Regions from separate parts of the Hordeum vulgare genome. Here regions 2 and 3 are each linked to region 1. Evidence: chromatin contacts called from public Hi-C data. All regions are on one chromosome and are shown on one strand. The core of a region is the stretch at or near the end of the contact, and the rest is flanking DNA. Distances in the headings are between cores, read along the strand shown. Region 1 holds the start of LOC123427427 (BTB/POZ domain-containing protein At1g63850). Region 2 holds the start of LOC123427425 (scarecrow-like protein 8). Region 3 holds the start of LOC123427424 (SUMO-conjugating enzyme SCE1-like).

Region 1 (4,769 bases), core at 1,975-4,474:
GGCAACCCACCCCGGGGAAGCCCATAGGCCTTGAGGGTGGCACACCAGCCCTTAGTGGGCTGGTGGGACAGCCCGAAAGGGCCCTATGCGCCTAGGAAAGAAAACCAAAGAGAAAAAAAAGAGGAGGTGGGAAGGGAAGGAAGGACTCCCACCCACCAAACCAAGTCCAACTCGGTTTGGGGGGGAGCCTTCCCCCTTGGACTCGGCCGACCCCCTTGGGGCTCCTTGAGCCCCAAGGCAAGGTCCCCTCCCTCCCACCTATATATACGGAGGTTTTAGGGCTGATTTGAGACGACTTTTCCACGGCAGCCCGACCACATACCTCCACGGTTTTTCCTCTAGATCGCGTTTCTGCGGAGCTCGGGCAGAGCCCTGCTGAGACAAGGTCATCACCAACCTCCGGAGCGCCGTCACGCTGCCGGAGAACTCTTCTACCTCTCCGTCTCTCTTGCTGGATCAAGAAGGCCGAGATCATCGTCGAGCTGTACGTGTGCTGAACGCGGAGGTGCCATCCGTTCGGTACTAGATCGTGGGACTGATCGCGGGATTGTTCGCGGGGCGGATCGAGGGATGTGAGGACGTTCCACTACATCAACCGCGTTCACTAACGCTTCTGCTGTATGATCTACAAGGGTACGTAGATCACTCGTCCCCTCTCGTAGATGGACATCACCATGATAGGTCTTCGTGCGCGTAGGAAAATTTTTGTTTCCCATGCGACGTTCCCCAACAACAAGCTCCCAGAGCACTGAGACGTAGGGCTATTACCTCCACCGTAGAGGGGCCTGAACTCATACAACCTCGCCGTAGATGGGACTCTGCCCATCCATTTCGTACCCTACACATCTACTGTCAGGCTTATACCCACGACAGTTGGCGCCCACCGTGGGGCAGGCGTCTAAGCGACTTCCGGCGAGTTTGCGACTACTTCCTTTTGTCATGTTGTCCGGTGGAGATTCGAGCATGGGTCACCAGATCTTCTTCGGCGCTCTCTCCTTCATCGTCGATGATTCGGCATGGCTTCGGGATGCTCCTCTCAATGTCGAGGCGCTTCCCCGTTGTGGGGCTACACACTTCCGTGCCGGCGCCCGCGGCATTCTTCTTCTCCAGCAGCAGCAAGCGGTCCCGCCGTCCGCGACTCCAGCGTTGGGTGCAACACGCCCAGGTGCGCTAGAACGCGTCTTCACAAGTGGCGGTTCTAGAGTCAGTTGTGGTTGCCCCGCCGTCTCAGCACTCGGGCTCGGTTTCGACTGAGTTTCCTACCGAGTACGCGGGTCGCGGGCCTGCAGCAGAAGTACACATGGCCAATTCCCATGAAGATCCCCGTCAAGCTGGCCGGAACGAGCACGAGATCGGCGAAACGTCCGGCGCGCGTCGTCCGCTTCGCCGTTCTGCCAGTCGGCACACTCGGCGGAGCAACGTGGAGCTGTTCCGCACACCCCTCCTCAACTTGGCTGCGGCTGCCAAGATAGCCGATTCCCTTCAGCCGACTGATTGAGAGGCTGGCAGGGGGATCGAGCAAATCCGCGCCCTGTTGCACACGGCGCAGCAGCAAAATTCGGCGGTCTCCCAGTCGCACAACAGGATCTACAATAGTTCTGTTCATGCGAATACGCATCGGTCAGTTCATAGCCCTGGTTCTCATCAGCGACACAGAGGAGGCAGTCGTTCCATAAATCCCGAAGATCGTCGCCGTTCACGCACCCCTCCGCGGGGTGGGCCCTACGGGCCCCGACATCATGATGATCGGCGTTTAGTCGGCGGCACTTACGACCCAAGGCCCGACAAGAGAGGGCATATCGCCCAGCGGAGGGTCGACAGGGGCCGAGCCCACCGCGATGGTTACGATATTCACCGTCCGAGTGGAAGCAGGACCATCGTTTCTGGTCCCGAGTGTTTCAGTCGAGCCACCTGTTCGGCTGACATCCCTCCCAACTTCCGGTTGGCGACGGGAATTAGCAAGTTTACAGGAGAGTCCAAGCCAGAAACGTGGCTGGATGATTACCGAGTGGCAGTCCAGATCGGAGGAGGAGACGACCATGTCGCCATGAAGCACCTCCCTCTGATGCTCGACGGCTCGGCGCGAGCGTGGCTGAACGAGTTGGCCCCCTCAAGCATCTACAGCTGGGCAGATCTGGCCCGAGTGTTCATCAGGGCCTTCGAAGGGGCGTGCAAGCGTCCTGCTGGCCTCGTGGAGCTCCAGCACTGCGTCCAGAAGCAGAATGAGCCCCTGCGAGACTTCATTCAGTGTTGGACAACTCTCTACCACACGGTGGAGAACGTCACCGAGCATCAAGCAGTCTGCGCCTTCAAGGCAGGAGTGCGGTACAGGGATCTGTACCCGGACTGACGCTGTTTTCAGCAGAACTACCGTGATGTTATTTTTTATGTAGAAATAAAAGTTTTCGGAATTAGACAGAACTTTTTAACGATTTTTTTGGAAGAAAAGAGAAATACTTGAACAAAGAATCACCACACGCCCCCCCGGTACCCATCTTGACGTGATTCTAACGTACAAAAATTCTATAAATATAGAAACCTCCAGAAATTACAGTGAATCAGAAGTTCCTCCGCCGCAACTCTATATATCGACGAAAAAACCAATCTAAAAAAACAATTGCGAAAACATAAAAAAAACAGCAAGAGGGATCAAATCCCGGAGGGCCTCTCGTCCCTCCGGTAGCCGGTGCCACGCTCACGTAAGGACGCCGGGCCGAGCCGCCGCCCCGTCGAGATCGTGAGCCCAGCGTGCGCCGACACACCGCTCGAACATTCTGTCGCCTGCCACGCCGTCTTTGTCCGATGACGGCGCGATGAGAGTAAAGGTAAGGAAGGGCGACTGTGCGAGGTTGCAAGATGCGCCTGAGTCACTATGGACGAGGTCAGGGCATGTACAATGATGATATATGAACACGCATGCTCCATAATAAAAAGTAGTTTGAGACACTTACATTGACTTTTTCTCTGTAATGCAAGCTACCAGTGCCTCTTCACAGAAGAAAAAATAAAGACTCTCCGCCGTGTAGCGCTCATCGGCACTGGCAATGGGTGGTCCCCTCGGGGCGATACAACCATTATTACTACTCCCCACCACGCCTCAACAAAAAAAGCGACAAGCGCTCCGCCTCGTGCCCGACTGCCCTCGGGCGGCGAGAATCCCCACGCCAGCCAGCCTACGCGACGCGCGCCCCCACCCCGCACCCGGAAAAAACTAACCGAACGATTACCACTCCCTGCTATGGCCGCTTCCTCCAGATCCAGCAGGCCGCACCCAAAGAAGCCCTTGCCCTCGCCCCCCTCCCACTCCCAGTCCCACCTCGTTCCCCACGACCTCTCCTCCTGGTGCTGCGCGCCGCACCCCGCCCCCTCCACCTCCCACTTCCACTCCTCCGCCGCTGCCACCCGCGGCACCGCCGGCCCCCCATGGACCGCCCGCCCCCGCAGCAGCAGCAGCCCGCCGCCGGCGCCTCCTCCTACGCCAGCCCCAACCCGCCCTCCTACACGCACTCCTACCCCTCCAGCTACACCAAGTTCAACTCCGCGCTCAACGCCGGCCTCCTCAACCCCATGTCCCCTCCGCCGCTGCCGATCGACAAGACGCGCTCCAGCCCCACCCTCTTCGACATGATGGCCAACGAGCAGGACTACCAGCCCCGCTCCGCCGCCGCAGCCCACTCCGCCCCGCCGCACCCGCATCAGCACCACAACCCCCTCGCCCCCGCGCGCTCCATGGACAGGCAGGCGCTGCTCCAGGACCGCGTCGCCGAGCTCATCGGCAGCTGCAGCCCCGGGAACCAGTTCAACGACGCCGACTCCTCCGACGTGCGCCTCACCCTCAGCTCCAAGGACGGCCTCTCCCTCACGCTCTGCGTGCACCGCCACATACTCGTCGCGCACAGCAGGTTCTTCGCCGCCAAGCTCTCCGACCGCTGGTCCAAGCAGCAGCGGACGCTGCCCCACATCGTCGAGATCTCCGACTGCGACGACGTCGAGGTGTACGTCGAGACGCTGCGCCTCATGTACTGCAAGGATCTCCGTAGGAGGCTCATGAGGGAGGATGTGGCCAAGGTCCTTGGCATTTTAAAGGTACCGCCCCTTTCTTCTTTTCCTCATGTCTAATGGTCAATTCACATCATTTTGCTTTTGGTCCTTAATTTCCACCTTCTTTCTGTATCTGTAGGTGTCCGCAGCCATCGTGTTCGACGCTGGAGTGCTTTCTTGCTTGGAGTATTTGGAGGCTGCTCCGTGGGCGGAGGATGATGACGAGAAAGTGGCAGCATTGTTGACGCAGCTGCATCTTGAGAACTCTGGCGCTGGGGAGGTTCTTAAGAGGGTCTCCCTGGAGTTGACACCTTCTGTGGTGACCGAGGAGGTAGAAATGGGACCAAATTGCAACGGTGGCAGTAATGTGGGTGGTGGTGAAGAGGTGTTAGTTAGGCTCCTGCAGGTTGTCCTGGAGGGCAAAGACGAGAAGGCAAGGAGGGAGATGAAGGGTCTGGTCTCCAAAATGCTAAGAGAGAACAGCGCATCGCGTGGCGGAGCCATTGGTGGTGACCTCCGCAAGGAGTCACTCTATTCGGCATGCAATGGCTGCCTGTGCCTGCTGCGTGAGCAATTTGTGAGGGCTGCAGGAGGTGACCAATCGGAGGTGCCACAGATCGCTAGGCAGGCTGATAACCTGCATTGGGTGCTTGACATCCTTGTTGAGCGGCAGATTGCTGAGGACTTCTTGAGGACATGGGCAATACAGAATGAGTTGGCAGAGATGC
Region 2 (4,470 bases), core at 1,339-3,838, 380 kb after region 1:
AAAAGTAGCACGTCAGAAGGAAAACCTCATGACCCGACGTGAGAAAACAAACATTAATCGACAAGAAAGGCGGTAGGGCCGGATGCACGCTTGCGCCCGCCCACTACTTGCGCAGTACTACGACTGTGTACAAGTGTACGTATGTAATACCCACAATCACGCAATGGAGTGGATCAGCCGGTGCTGTCTACCACTTCTCCAAGCAAACAGGTGACAAAAACAACAGGGATCAGTTGCGTAATAATGTACTCTTTCCATATATTAGCTACGAGGATTATGAGTCGCTACAGCTAAGCTTTACTACTAGATCAAGAACAAACTCATCACACCTTGCCAATCCAACAAATTAAAAAAGGATAAAAATAGAGGACGGGTGCGGATTAATTAAGCAATTGTCTGGTGCCGGCAATGATGGCGCGACCTCACCAGATTAGCGCCAGGCGGAGGCGACGGTCACCACCCGCCCCTTCCATCCGAGCCGGAGCACGCCATTCTCGGGCTTGACGACGAGCCCTGGCGGGGGAGCGCCGACGCGCGCCATGACCTGGTCGGCAATGCCCGCGGCGAGCGCCACCGGTCGGAACCCGGCCATGCCGAACCGCGCGCGCCATTTGCCGAAGACCTCGCACCGCTCCAGCCGGTCGGCACCCTCCCGGCCCACCGCGTTAGCCGACATGTTCGCCACCGCCTCCTCAGCCCGCGCCCTGTCCGCGCTCTCCCGGCTGACCGTCGAGTCCAGCGAGTCGAGGATGGCTCCGTAGTGCAAGCACGCGTCCGAGAAGCGCGTGGCCAGCGGGGCGGTGTTCGAGTTCAGCTCCTGCTCCACGAGTGTCACGATCTGCGGGCCGAGAGCGCGCACGCGCCGGAGCAGCTCGTCGCGGGGGTTCGCCGGCGAGACGCTCTCGTCAGGCACGTGCGAGAGCGCGAAGGCGAGGTTGACGGCCAGCGCCTCCCCGGGCTCGCACCCCAGCTTGGATGCCTCAATCTCTGCTGCTCTGCAGCTGACAATTCTGAAGCTGTACTCTATGCCGGCGCGCTCCGCCAGCTTCTTGAGCCGCTCCCCGACGCCGGGGAGCGTCGCTGTTAGAGACTGCGTAAAGGGTGAGGTGGGATCGGTTACGGCGGTCACCTGCAGGGATGTCCCCGGCACGCGCCGGTCGGCGAGGCGCTGGATGAGAATCGCGTGCTGCGGGGCGTTGATGTCGAAGTCCACCAGATGTACGGCGCGGTGGCCGGCGACGGCTTCAACGATGGCGATGTTAGCGGCGTCGAGGGCGAGGCGGAAGCAGGGCGTGATGTCGTGGAGGAGCTGGCACCCGGTATGGTGCTCGGCGCTGCAGAGGTCAGCGAGGTGCTGGGACGATGCCGAGGCAGTGGGCACAATGCGCGAAGACAAGACGGCCACCATCATGGCCACCAGCCGGTGCTCCGCGTCACCGCGCGGGTTAGCGGCGCGCTTGAGAGTCGCCAGATTAGCGGCTGCCGTTTCAAAGTTGCCGTCGGCGATGGCAACCGCTGCTTCGGAGAGTAGTTGACGCGACGTGGTGGCCGAGATTGGCGGTGAGCAGGAAGCCGAGGAAGAAGCCGTAGAAGTGGACGAGTTCGACGGCGACCCCGTCATGGCCGCGCTGTAGTTGTTCTTATTGTTCGGAGTCGCCTCCGCGTAGAGCGGAGGAGACGGCGCGGCCGTGATGGAGTTGAGCCGCTGTATGGTCTCTTCCCACTCGGAGCTGGTGACCGTAGAACCGGTTCCGCTCATCGCCGGCTCAGCCTCGTCGTCGTCGCCGAGCAGCTGCTTCTCCAGGTCCTGCAGGATGGACAGTTCGCTCCCAACCGCAGATGGAGTCGGCTCCCTCCCCACCGCGAGAGCATGCGCCTGAGCCTGCGCCTGCGGCTGCGCATGCGCAGAGGACGGCACGAACGGCGCCTGCCGATGCACATGCTGTTGAATCAGCGGCATGGCCGCCCTGGACGCGGTCGTGAGGGACGACAGCGTGGACGACGGCGACGCGAGGCCACCGCCCAGGCTCGACCCGGAGAAGAAGGGCTGAGACGGGACCCCGCCGAACACCGCGGCGAAGTCCGGCGAGGTCCCGACCGTGCGCTGCCGGACAGCGCGCATGTAGAGCTCCTGCTGCAGGCGGTGGTGCTGCCACCTCTCTATCTCGCCGAGGCTCCGCTTGAGAACGCCGCCAACGGCGGCCGGGTCGGAGCGCTGCTGCGCCGGCATCTGCATCGGCGATCCGAGCCCGTACACGTACCCCTGGCGCGGATCGCGCCACGGCCCGCCCGGCTCCATGCAGGCGAAGCGAAGCCCGGCCGGCAGCGGGAGGACGAGGAGGTAGACGGAGGCGCTGGGAGTAGGCAGGCAGGGGAATACTAGCTCCTAGCTCCAAACGCTAATGCTATGGGTACAGCTACAGGCGCAGCTATAAACGGGTGCCATTCATCCCATTCAATTGCTTCCCCTAATAAAACGCGCCCTCCTCCCCCCCCCCCCCCTCTCCGCTGTTATAAAGCCACCCCCACCCACACCCACACCCGTAGCAATGCATTACCTATACGGCGGCAACCCCGCTGACGCCGCGGGCCACGTCGCGGCCAGCCGGGTTCGTTTACCTTTAACTTACCTGCGGGGGCCGGGCCCCGCGCGCCCTTCGTGCTTGCCTAAAATAAATGCGCGGTGTGGTGAATGAATGAATGGTGTGAAGCCATGGATACGCGCTGCGTCACGCAATCCCGCCTCTCCTCCAGACGACGCTACCAAGAGTCCGGCCTGGGCTATGGCTTGCTGTGGCACGCTGCCGCCACCGACGCCTGCCGGTGGCCGCCCCGCGCGCCAGCCACCGCCTGGTTTTCGCCTCGTTTTTTCCGGGGAACGACCCGCGGTTTCGTGGCTACGCTACGCTCTACGGCACCGCGCTCGCTTCGCTCGCGTGAATTTCGAACGAGGAGGCAGCAGCGGCAGGTGTATGCTTGCGGGTGGGGCCGGGCATCGGAGGGCGGGCGGGAGATCCCTCCCTGTGCATGCACGCGGCGGGTCACCGCCAGCGGGACCCGATTGCGATTTCTAGAAGTCGCAGTCTCTTTCCATTCGGCGAACGAAAGGGAAGGAACAGATGGCCGCGGGATATCAATATTTTAGCAACGGATTGGTGCACTGCAACTGGTACTACTAGCAGCGGTGCGAAACAATTTTATTCTACTCCTACTACTAATCCAGATTGGTGGCGGTAGGGGTTGTGCTGTGTGCACAGGGAGGCCTCGCTTTCGCGGCTTAGGTAGAGAGACCGGGGCGACGTTGCCCGTCGCCTGGCCACACGAGCCGATCCTGGCCATCGCCAATTGGCTAGCGCTCCCCTGGCGAATTACGTGACAGCTTAAATCACGGAGTTTCTCTGAAAAGAAATCCGGGCGTGGAAGCACGAGGGAAGATAATCCCATCCCGTGAAAATGATCGAATCGTACGCGATTTCCTTCTCTCTTTCCCCACCTTTTTGATTGAAGGGGCGTGTGCACTCGAGGTTGCTTGTTTCCGGGTGCGTTTGGAGTTGGTTAGGAAACCGATCGTCCAAACATCCACCCAACAACCCCGTACCCACCTCTTCGAGCCCAAGCCCGCTGCTGCTTCTAGTTCGGTTGCCTTCTGTTCTGTGTGTTCATACGTTGGCACCTTTTACGCTCCAGGATCCCGCTTTCGTGCTACGCACCCACGCGGCCGCACCATGCTTAGCTAATCACCTATACTATTGTTACACGTGGTGCATGCACCAACGTGACAGATTCTTCCTCTCTTTTTTTTGCGGGTAAGATTCTTCCAATCTTTCACCTGCTTTAACTTGGACAAACAAAAGAACAGGAGAGGTTTACTGGTTTCAGTCCCTACGTGAGAATTGAGCCAGTTCCACGTGACTAATTTAAACATTTCCCAAAGTATTGCTTATACTTTAGACCAGTACTAGTATTAGTTTACCATTGTGTCTGTGTTCTCAACAAATATACGAAACTACAACCATAAAATTTCGGGACTTTTGTACAACGATAGACCAGGGTAGACACGTGTGAGCCAACAAATTCGAATGTTCGCTTCCAAATGGCTTGACCGGCACCGAGAAGAAACAAGCAAATAGATAGGACGCTGGTAAGCGGGACCTGAAGCATGGGTCCATGCTTTATTCTAGTTTCGTTCGAACCAAGTGGGGCTGTCAACATCACCGCTCTTATTCTGCGGCATCGACTACACGGTCTCACACAGATGCCCCCACCTAGTTCACGTTTCGAAATCATGACCATGCTGCATATAGAAAATGCTAGGCACACGCCGCACCAAAACACTAAGTTGAAATGCATGTGTTGAAAATATGAGCAAATTACTATAAGATTTAATCAAATAAGTAGTAAATAAATCGACAACAGTATAGTAAACAAGTAGATCGAATCCACGATAAAAACTAGACACATAAATTCTAG
Region 3 (4,832 bases), core at 710-3,209, 470 kb after region 1:
GAACTGAAGAAGTACCAGATAACAATAAGTTACAGTGCTGCATTTTATACAACAAGTGTCTGTTTCGAATTTCACAAGGATTTTAAGGGAAAAGTTCAGTTCAGTTCCCACAGGATGGGAGTCTAACTCTTCTTTCTCATGGACAAAAGACTCAATGTATGGTTTAATGTACCTATACTCGACAAAGGAGCATCAACAGTGGTAGTTCAATAGAGGTGAACAATCCAACATCAACTATGGTTGTTTGCATAAGTGGAACATATATAAAACAGGTCACAATTTTGTGGTGATCATTACTTAATTGTTATTTGTGAAGCAGTAAAAGTAAAGATCATCAACAAAGACAGCAGAACATTGAAGTAAATTGTACTCCCTCTGTACCTAAATACTGGTAGTTGGGGAGAACTAAACTAGTTCTCCCCAACTACAAGTATTTAGATACAGAGGGAGTAGCTTACAAGATTTTTGTTGAAATTGTCATTGTCTTGGCCTTGAGAATAGCATTTAAAAATATTTTAAAGAGATGATTCAACATCTAAATTATTTTTTTGTGAAACGAATACTCAATGTGCCGCTTATTTGGTTTTATTTTCAAGAAGGCAAAAGAAGTTAATCAGTAGTGCACCATTTCGTGTTCAGACTTTCGTATTATCTGTTCATGCTTCTATCCTGTATGGAGTACTTGTTATAACCAGACAAGGTCAATTGAAATGCTATGTCTGGATCAAGTGATCATGCTAAAACTTCAATAAAAGTACTACACCAACCGAACAGAGACAGGATAGTGCAATCATTCACTGCCTGGGCTTATAAATGTATTGTATGTTATGCACACTTTAACACAAGGAACAGTTAAACTGGTCTCTACCTATACTCACACCTCACATGCATCTTTATATGTTGATCAATTGCCTCAAAACTACCATAAGCTTAAAATAGTTACTTTCGTATCATCATAATTTGGGTCAGATAAAGGGGACATGGACTGATGAACTGATCCTTAAGATTGTAAAATGTAATCAAGTTTTATCCTGCAACGACATAACGCAGTGGCAGAGATTGAAAAGCCAAAAGCACTACAACGAAGCACCAAATTAAGAAAGATGGATCATAGGTTTGGTTCTGTTATGCAAGAGAACAAACTCAGATTCGGTTGCATTAGGATAGGATATAATATGTTCGCATACTAATGTCCGTTCATGCCCTGATTTTTCAATAACAATGTGCAATGTTCCACTTGCAGCACTGAAGGGGCAACGGTTTTGCATTATCAACGTCTCATGTTCAGCTAGTCGAAAGACTTCTGCATCAAGGATTGCAAAACCCTGCACCTACTGAAACCCCTCCTCTATTAGTACAGAAGCACAAACAAGTTCAGAGAAACTCGAGAAAATCATGGTGAATTTTTTTCTCGAGTTTCAGTGTGTGACAAAATCAAACTATACAGCCACAGGCAGGTTCAGATAAATTAAAGATGAAACGCGTATTCATCAAAATTGCTAACCAGGGTACAGGGCGAGTAAAAAAAAAAGGACGCGGTATTTTCTTACCCCTGGCTTGCCGGGGATGACGCACCGCCAGAGCATGAGATTGACGGACCCATCCGGCAGGGTCTCCGGTTTGGCCACGAAGCCCTGAAATAGCCAAGAAGCCACAGCGTCCCCATCCATCACCACTTGCGTAGATCCAGAGAAACAAACAGGGGAAAAAAATACAGTAGCGGAAGAAGGCAAGTAGCTAGGTCGTGGTGCGGGCGCGCACATGGGGGTGGTTCTTGCGCCACGATTTGCGCTCCTCCGCTAGGCGGCCGCGGGCGATGCCTCCGGAGGCCATCCAGGTCGCAACAATAGCTTGCGGTCGTCGCCGCCGCTTCGTCGTCTTCCAGGGACTCCCGCGGGGTCGCTCGGTGCCGCGGCGCCGTGGACTGTTCTGTACTTTAGGTTGTCTCTTTGGTTCGGTTTCTGGTCGGTGGGGGCAATGAATATAGGAAGGGGCTTGCACTGACGCAACCGAACAGACGGAGTTTTTTTTTCTTTAATGAATGAAAGGCGACCTGATATAAGTTGAAATGTCCTGTTCCTCTCTGAACTTTAAAAAGTATTGTTTATTAAAAAATGTGCAGGTAAAAGTCTTGTTTATTAAAACCCTGTTTGAAACCATAATAGATTATGATAATTTGAATTATGAAGATAGATTATATAATCTGGTTTATAAAAATAATCTAGGTGAACATGTTTGAAAGCCAGATTATATAAACTGTAATCCGGTTTTTACATTGCATAATGACCTGTCTGTCCTCTGGTTTTTTTTAAAAGAGGAGGATGGCGATGGTAGGAATGTAATTATCTCTAACTTTACAAGGGTAATGGGTCATTAGCAATCCATAATCTGATTTTAGCTGATGTAGAGTAGATTATGAGTTTTTAATAATCTGGTCATCTAGTTTTTGTAATCTACACCGTAATCTGTCATGTTTGGAGACATAATAGATTATAAAAACTGGATTATATAATCTGGGTGGTTCCAAACAGGGCGTAAGACTGGTGACAATATAAGTATCATATTTATACTACTAATAAAAGATCAAACGAAAACTTCTTTAAGTACACACAGCTATTACCCCCACAAAAAACAAACACCAATCACCACCACACAATTAGTCAACAAATTACAATCTAACAGCCTTCCACCATCCATGCACTACGATGGTGTGCAGTTACCAAATTAACAAAGGCTGACCGTGCTCCACCTCCTCCTACAGCGAACAACTGTTGCACCTCCCCGAAAAAAACGAGCCAATCAACTACAGAAATTTAGGCAGAATTAACGGGAGCCACACGCCCTGTCCTGCACCATCACCTTCGCCTCCGCCTCCGCCTCCCCCTCCCCGTCCGCCTCCGCCTCCAACTCCCCCTCCCCGTCCGCCTCCGCCTCCCCCTCCCCCTCACCTTGATTTTCGGGTCAATTACGCCTGAATCGTGCCTATCCGATCCTTCTTTCTCTCCCTGGATCGACAAATACGGATCCGCAGCAACGTTGTGCCGCCGCTCCTCCCTCGCCCTCCTTTCGTGCACTTCCCAATCCACCCCAGTCAACCCTGCCTATGGTCGCTGCCAGCGCTCCTCCAAGCCTCCGCCGACCTCCTGTGTCGGTTAGGCGCGCCCAACGCCCTGCTTCCTTTTCTCTCCTCTCCTCACTAATCTCTCTCCCTCTCCCCGTTCTGTTCCCACATTGCCGGACAACATGGCCATCGTATGGAGGGCGGGGCTCTCACAACCGCGATGCCCCCTAGATCGGCGATGGAGAGCTTGGTCGCCACAAGGATGCAAGGCTGGCAAACATGGAGGGGTCGGCGTTCTGTTCGACGATCTATTCCAAGTGGAGCGGGAGGTGGTCGGATGAGGAGGATGCGGGCGCCCTGTGATTCACGATGCTAAGGAGAGCAAAGGGTGGCCCCACAGCGAGACGTCGAGTCGCTCGAGCACCGGGAAGCAGAAGATGGTGGGAGCGTCAGGAAGTTGGGCGTCGTCGGGTCCCCGCGCAGCGCCATCGCGCCCTGCGTCGCGTGCTCTGCCGCCAACAGTCTGTCGCACGCCATCAAGGTCTGGTGCCATGACCAAGAGTCGCCCACGAAGCTTGGAATGATCCACACAAACTAAACAATATCCCAATATTTTTTATGCAGCATGTGTAGAATGGAGAAAAGGATACTAGAAATTAATGGGGAAGCTAGGCAACAAGTTTGCTGTTTGCATCCCGTGCAGAAATACGGAACAGTGGAGGATCCTCACCTACGGTGCTTTTTTTAGTTAATTAACTATTGACTATTGTGAATGTAGAGTGTTAATTTTTGCAGGACGGTTTGCACACAACCTCGTGATAAATGGCTGCCGCCCACCTGAAGTGAGGTGATCGATGGCTGCTATATATTGTCGTGTAGAAATCGGGCACATCCCATCGTCTGTATAGCAATTCTCTTTGTTTGATCCTTATCACATGAGTTGTTATGCTTTTGTACTGTTTAACTTTCATCCCTGAAATATTGGATAGATGACTATTGTATTGACCATGTTAGTGGGGGTAATCTGCATAAAACCTTGCAGAAGTAAATATGATCCATGCCCATACAGTGAGTTAACTTGCTGAATTTGATTATTTTAGCAATTCCACATTTCAAGTTATACTTATTTATGCAATGTACTCTTCGTGACTATTCACTGGACTCTGCTTTGCAAACTAAACATTATTGTTTGATTCTATAGTACTACCGTAAGTTGATGTGAAATCCTCCAATCTTGTTATCTAGGCAGATGCTCCAGATGTATTCGCTACTATATATTATGAGTTTATGTGAAATCCCACAATTTTTGTTAGGGTAAGTTGTTAAAATATTTTCAGCCTGCATACTTGTACAATCATTTTTTTAGTTGAAACTTGTATAAGCATAAGACCTAGGGTGTTTTGATTCTCTTCTCAATTTTTTTATTTGGCAACAGTTAATTGATGTTGTTGTAGCACAAATTTGAGAATGAGGTGATATTAGTGGCAGTATAAAGTGTAAATATTGAAGTAATTCTACCTCCTCTTTTCTTGTATTCTTTTAGCTTAAGCTTACACTTTGTGACTCACTGCTCAATAAAATCTCTACAGATTTTTTGTATTTTATTTCTCCAGTGAGGGTCTGATGCACGACCAATTCATTTCTCCCTTCTATCTGATTGCCGGTTTGGTGACGACTTTCTGATAATTCGTATATCTTTTTGGACTGGTCATTAGTTTCTGAAATTAAAACAGTGTGATTTGGGAGGAATAGATGTGTATGCAGAGGTGTG

What was found. A called contact is a pair of places that touch in the nucleus more often than the background predicts.
Region 2: a contact with region 1 is called in a Hi-C map of seedling, with 7 times the contacts expected there. The contact joins the promoter of LOC123427425 here to the promoter of LOC123427427 in region 1. A contact is called at or near these places in 1 of 6 Hi-C or Micro-C datasets (seedling) and 1 of 1 datasets of contacts at active chromatin or transcription factors (embryo).
Region 3: a Hi-C map of seedling shows a contact between it and region 1, with 2.8 times the contacts expected there. The contact joins the promoter of LOC123427424 here to the promoter of LOC123427427 in region 1. A contact is called at or near these places in 2 of 6 Hi-C or Micro-C datasets (leaf and seedling) and 1 of 1 datasets of contacts at active chromatin or transcription factors (embryo).

Annotation. Positions count from the first base shown.
Region 1 is chr2H:581,284,343-581,289,111 of MorexV3_pseudomolecules_assembly, reverse strand. LOC123427427 (BTB/POZ domain-containing protein At1g63850) reads left to right here and starts at 3,224. Exons shown (of 3, transcript XM_045111472.1): 1 at 3,224-3,391; 2 at 3,454-4,086; 3 at 4,181-4,769. The coding sequence starts at 3,239.
Region 2 is chr2H:580,906,671-580,911,140 of MorexV3_pseudomolecules_assembly, reverse strand. It overlaps LOC123427425 (scarecrow-like protein 8), which reads right to left and starts at 2,588. Exons shown (of 1, transcript XM_045111468.1): 1 at 234-2,588. The coding sequence starts at 2,299. The coding sequence ends at 431.
Region 3 is chr2H:580,809,433-580,814,264 of MorexV3_pseudomolecules_assembly, reverse strand. It overlaps LOC123427424 (SUMO-conjugating enzyme SCE1-like), which reads right to left and starts at 1,959. Exons shown (of 5, transcript XM_045111467.1): 1 at 1,762-1,959; 2 at 1,551-1,634. The coding sequence starts at 1,833.